Regions from separate parts of the Mus musculus genome. Here region 2 is linked to region 1. Evidence: chromatin contacts called from public Hi-C data. All regions are on one chromosome and are shown on one strand. The core of a region is the stretch at or near the end of the contact, and the rest is flanking DNA. Distances in the headings are between cores, read along the strand shown. Region 1 overlaps Auh (AU RNA binding protein/enoyl-coenzyme A hydratase). Region 2 overlaps Sptlc1 (serine palmitoyltransferase, long chain base subunit 1).

The links. A called contact is a pair of places that touch in the nucleus more often than the background predicts.
Region 2: a contact with region 1 is called in a Hi-C map of Th1 cells, with 5 times the contacts expected there. The contact joins two enhancer-like sites. A contact is called at or near these places in 4 of 39 promoter capture datasets (3T3-L1-derived adipocytes, embryonic stem cells, frontonasal cranial neural crest and 1 more), 1 of 484 Hi-C or Micro-C datasets (Th1 cells) and 1 of 115 datasets of contacts at active chromatin or transcription factors (embryonic stem cells).

Annotation. Positions count from the first base shown.
Region 1 is chr13:52,848,240-52,850,939 of GRCm38.p6, reverse strand. The region is part of intron 6 of Auh (AU RNA binding protein/enoyl-coenzyme A hydratase); the gene reads left to right. Among named protein-coding and RNA genes, the nearest start is that of Gm33315, 20 kb to the right of the region's middle. Within about 2 kb of position 1,444, at least 61 of the 459 cell types and tissues checked have an H3K27ac peak or open chromatin away from gene starts, as enhancers often do. A contact at or near this core is called in Th1 cells, where this site is marked.
Region 2 is chr13:53,362,896-53,365,595 of GRCm38.p6, reverse strand. All of the region lies in intron 5 of Sptlc1 (serine palmitoyltransferase, long chain base subunit 1), which reads left to right. Among named protein-coding and RNA genes, the nearest start is that of Sptlc1, 13 kb to the left of the region's middle. Within about 2 kb of position 1,360, at least 8 of the 459 cell types and tissues checked have an H3K27ac peak or open chromatin away from gene starts, as enhancers often do. A contact at or near this core is called in Th1 cells, where this site is marked.

The DNA.
Region 1 (2,700 bases), core at 195-2,694:
CCATCCGATATACTGTATTGTTTACATGAGGGACATTAGAATTTACCTGCAGCTAAACCAGGGGTCCTGGAACCGTTCCCCTGACCCGCAGGGCAGCAGCCAGATCCATCTAAGTGGAAAAACCTCTGCTGTCAGAAGATACTGTTAGGGTGGAGTTGGGTCAAGGGTGGGGTGGATGTGTACACTACAGGGGCCTGACTGATGGCGGACCTTGTGCCTGCAATATGCAAAGGACCCTTGAAACTCACTAGGAGGGAAATACAACTGGTTGAAGAAAGAGCCAGGAGATTGGAGCACATCTCCCTAAGTGGAGGGCGGCAGATAAGGGCATGAGGAGGTACTGAGTCTCTGCAGTCACGGGCGTATAGACTCGCATGCAGATGCCATGGTCAGAGCGATGGCTGGGCAGACTTAGGTGCTGCCATCTGCAGTCAGGGCTGGGCACTGCTGTTGGCGTGGGGCATCTGGAACTTTGATGCACTGCCTGTGAAATGGTAGACACAATTTAGGGAACACTTCAGAGTTTTGTCCCTCCACCTGAGCAGTGTGGCAGAATCTGGTCTGTGACAGTGGTCTGTGTGAGTCTCCCGCACAATTATTTTCACAGCTGCAGGAACATCACCCTTGCTTTCTCCTCCATTGCAGCATCCGTGTACCCCACCCTGTGTAGGTACACATGGACTTTGTTTTCCTTTCTTTGCAGTTCAAATAATGTCACGGGAGAAAGCTTTGCGTACTGTGTCACAGTGTGTCACATAGCACGTCCCCAAGACTGGACTAGCCTGAACTCTGAAGGGTAGGAGTTCCAAGGGGTTGTGGAGATCCTGCTAGCCTCCTTCCCCGACCTTAGGTAGATGCTGGTCTGCCACATGACTAGGCCGTTCGGCGTCTATGTACCTCTCACCTCTCTTCCCTAGCCAGATTGGCATTTTAACGTCTGTTTGAGGCTTTGCCCTCTTTCCATTTTAACCTGCTAGTTTCTGTTTCAGGATTTCTGACTGTGAGGAATCGGTTCCTTGTCTGAATGTTTCCATTGGCAATGCTTTTCTCTTGTTTGCTGGTTTCCCCCTTTGTCTTCTTAAGCTTTACACAGTTTGGTTTTGATAGCGCACAAGCATGCGTTACTGGTTCCAGTTATTATGAGCAAGTGCCATTGTCTGGGCCCACTCACGTGTCTGGTCAGCCAGACTGTGTAGGACAGCTGGGTGGGGAGGCCCGGTTCCTGTGCCCGGCATCCTCCCGCAGGCTGGTGCTGACACAGGGCCAGAAAGAAGAACACCTGCGGGTAGAGCCCAACCCTGGCTGGGTCTGCACACGAGTGCTTTCACACATGGCGGGAGCATCATTGCTGTGGCTGTAAGCAGGAGCAAGAGCAGCCTGGTCAGGGAGGGTAGTGACAGTCTCCACAGCCTGAGGTGGGTGCAGTGTGGAGGGAGGAGCTGCCAGGATCCAGGCTTTGCCCCTCTCAGCTCATGCACACCTCTCACGTGACCACTGAGCACGTGACTGGGCCTGTGATCTGTGTCACCATAATCACCCACAGGAGATTAGTGACTGAGGAGCGGGTTCCTGTTTTCAGGTGGCATGTATTCACTCTACGTGATTAGGGTTCTGTTGATATTCTGTGTATGTGCCTGTGTGTGTGTGTGTGTTGTGTGTGTGGTATAAGTGTGTGTATGTTGTGTGTGTATTATGTGTGGTATATGTGTATATGTGGTGTGTGTGCAGTGTATGTGTATGTGTGGTGTGTGTGGGTATATGTGTGGGGTGTATGTGTGGTGTGTGGTATATGTATATGTGGTGTATATGTGTGTGGTATAAGTATGTGTATATGTGCGTATGTATGTATGTGGTATATAAGTATGTATGTGTGGTATATATGTGTATGAGTGTGTATGTGTGTGCATGTGTGTGGTATGTGTCTGGTGTGTATGTGGTGTATTTCAGTGTGTGGTATATGTGTATGTGTGTGTATATATTGTATATGTGTATGCATGGTATGTGTGTGTATGAGTGTGTGTGTGTGTGGTGTGGTATATGTGTATGTGTGGGATGTGTGTGTATGGTGTACTTTGGTTGTTTCCCTCTTTTGTCCCCCTTTCTTTCCTGGTAGTCCACTTCCTCTTGTAGGGTAGTCCCTTCTGCATGTCCCCCCTTCCACATGAGAGGAGCACGTGAGCAGGCCAGCATGCAGTGTTTGTCTTTCTGAGTCGAGCTTATTTCCCTTAGGGTGACATCTCTAGCTCCATCCACCTTGTGGCAGATGCCATGATTTCGCTCCTCTTTATGGCCAAATAGCACCCCAGTGTATGCCTATCACAGGCCCTCTTTATCTGTTTCTCTGCTGATGGCACCAGTGCTGAGGCCATGGCGTGGCTGTTGTGACTGTTGCTACAGGAAGCACATCTGTGAAGGCATCTCTCTCATCTGCTCCTGTATTCCTGTGGGCGCCATAATGAGTGGAGTGCCTGGGTCACAGGGGAGATGCACAGTCCCCTTGGTGTGCTCCTGGGTAAGCACAGCCCCCAACCCCCAGCGGTGTAGAACTCAGAGGATGGGCTGGCACTGTGGCAGGGATGGTACTGCCCTGTCTTCCGGCCTGCCACCCATACACTCAGCAGCCTAGCTAAGGGGCTGGTCGTGAGATGTGGGCAGAATGGAAACGCGCCAGCCTTAGGCTAACCTCCAGGTGTGCTCCAA
Region 2 (2,700 bases), core at 111-2,610, 510 kb before region 1:
AGATGGGGTGGGCTATAATTTTTGTTGGTATGGATGTGTTTGGGTTTTTGTGACTCTAGGGTAAAGCCACACACAGCCTGTGTGTTCTGGGCATACACTTGTCCTCTGAGCTGTACCCCAGCTCCACAAATGAGTATATTGTAAGTTTAAATGGCCACCAGAGGCATATAGTGAATATAAAGTTTTAGAGATCCTTGGAGAGGACTTTATAGATCAGTCACTCCCTCTGTCTATGACTGAAGGCTCATTTGAGCAGGGCTGCAGGCTCATGTAAGGACCCTCTTCTTTGTACTTGTTAGGTTTGCTTGAACTCTGTAGCTCAGAACTTAGCATTTCTTTCCCTAACCACAAAGGTTGCCTTTAATTTGACCTTCCCTCCTTTGTGTACATTTAAACATCTGTTTTCAAAGTTCACTCCCTCTTTTAGGTCTTCTCTTACCTTGTAGACAATGAACATAAACCCCTTATAGGGAAGTAACTAACTCTCCTTGTTAAAGCATCCTCCCAGGCCTGTGAGATGGCTCAGCAGGAAAGGGAAGAGAGAACTCACTCTCTTACATCAGATCCTGACACATGCACACGTGTACGCACGCATGCATGAAAAATAAGTGTTTTGTTTTGTTTTTAATTCTTTTTGCCCATTTTCTGCAACAGAAAGGCTGTAGAGCAATGACCAATGACCGAGGAAAAGTTTATGTAAAATGTGGGTAATGTGGCCCTTCTCCCAGAAGCCTGACTGAGAGAACTGAACATTGAGTTCTTACAATGGTCAGCACACAACATGCATGTCATGTGTAGACGCCATACAGCAAATCTACTCATTGTACTGCTGCTATGTGTTGTTAATGTGGTTTAAACGCCGCTACAGAGTCATGATGCCTCCCACATACGTCTGTGTGGTTTGGGCCGAGAGCTTCTCCCTCCAGGGTGCCTAGACCTGTGTGTTCAGGAGGGTGTGATGGTGCCTGTTGGTTCTAGCGTTTCCCTGTTTGCCTCCTGTGCCGCCCTCTGCTGCCTTGGGAGTGGTCTAATGCAGGTGATCCTCCCTGGCTTCTGGGTCTACTCTGAGTCTAAAGATGTCACTGTATAGCAGTGAACCTCCTGTGGTGGTCTTCAAAATGCCTGCTCTTTGTGAGAGTAGTCATCTGGGCTGCCGCTGAGAGCCAAGAACTCGTGTTCTTCAGACTCCTAGATCAACCGCTGCTTTTCTTCTGGTCTTAAGATTATGATTTTTAGGTGAGGGTAGCACCTCTGGCACATAGCTGCTGCTCAGAGCATTTCAGTAAGAGTCACAGGATCCAAGCATTCATCATGACATACATAAGTACTGTTGGTTTTACTTTTAGGAAAAAGTAAGTGTGTGCATGTGTCTGTTTGTTTTGAGTCAGGTTCTTACTAAGTTGTCCAGGATGGCCTTGACTTGGGATCTTCCTACCTCAGCCTCCCAGGTAGCCAAGCTAATGGCTCCTATATCTCAGGAGTTCCAAATTTCCACTTATTTGCTTATGTGTGGGAAGGGCGTATGCCACAGCTCCTATGGAGGGTAGAAGCCAGTTTGCAGGAATTAGTTCTGCCCCTTCACCATGTAGGTAGGTTCTGGAAACCAAATTCAGATCATCAAGCCTGGTAGTAAGTGCCTTTACCTGCTAAGCCATCTCAGTGGCGAGGGAATTTTTTTGGTTTTTTTAGAATAGATTTTTTTGTTGTTGTTTGTTTGGTTTTGGTTTTGGTTTTGGTTTTGGTTTTGGTTTTTCAAGACAGGGTTTCTCTGTATAGCTCTGGCTGTCCTGGAACTCACTTTGTAAACCAGGCTGGCCTCTAACTCAGGCCTGCCTCTGACTCCCGAGTGCTGGGAGTAAAGGTGTGCGCCACCCAACTGGGTCATGGTGGCACATGTCTTTAATGCCAGTGGTACAGAGGCAGGGGCAGGAGGATCTCTGAGTTCTGGGCCAGCCTGGTCTACAGGATAGCCAGGCTACACAGAATAACCCTGTCTCAAACCACCACTTCCAACCACAAAAAGAAAAGAATAGTATTTATATAAACATAGAAAGTTCTCAATAGAAAATGTCATAAGTTGAATTTGAACTATTGTGAAGTTAGTTGTTTCCTAGGCTTTCCTTTGGAAACCAACCGACAGGGCATGCTGTTTCTTCATTGTAAATGAAGCCAGACAAGCGGCCTACAGAAAATAAGTGTTAACTACTATGAATTCACATAACTTCATTAAAAGATAAGGGATAACCGGACTTTTCTTTTTTTTTGAGGTAAAACCTTTTCTCCTAGATATTAGTTTATTGAACAGTCTTTCAGAGCTGGGTACTGTTCTGAGTGTTTATTGACATTAACTTGTGTGCCCTCCCAGTGGCCCTTTGAGGAAGATGTGGCTGTTACATGCTTGTCAGAGGAGATATGCGAGGCATGGAAAAGATTCAGACTTGTGTGGCTGTACACCCAATGATGGGTGCCCAGCCTGAACCTAGAATGATGGGTGCTGCAGCCTGAGATCTGGGATATCTCAGTGATCAGGCCTCCTTTCTCAGGCTCTGGTGAGGTTTGACAAAGGACTGGAGGGTCTCAAAGCATCGATGGCTTTAGGGAGTGTGGAGCACAGACCTCCTAGGACTGGCCTCATCTCTGCAGATTGAAGTTATAAAATGTAGCTTTTGAGTTGTACTCCATGTGTAGTTGGAGCCTCAC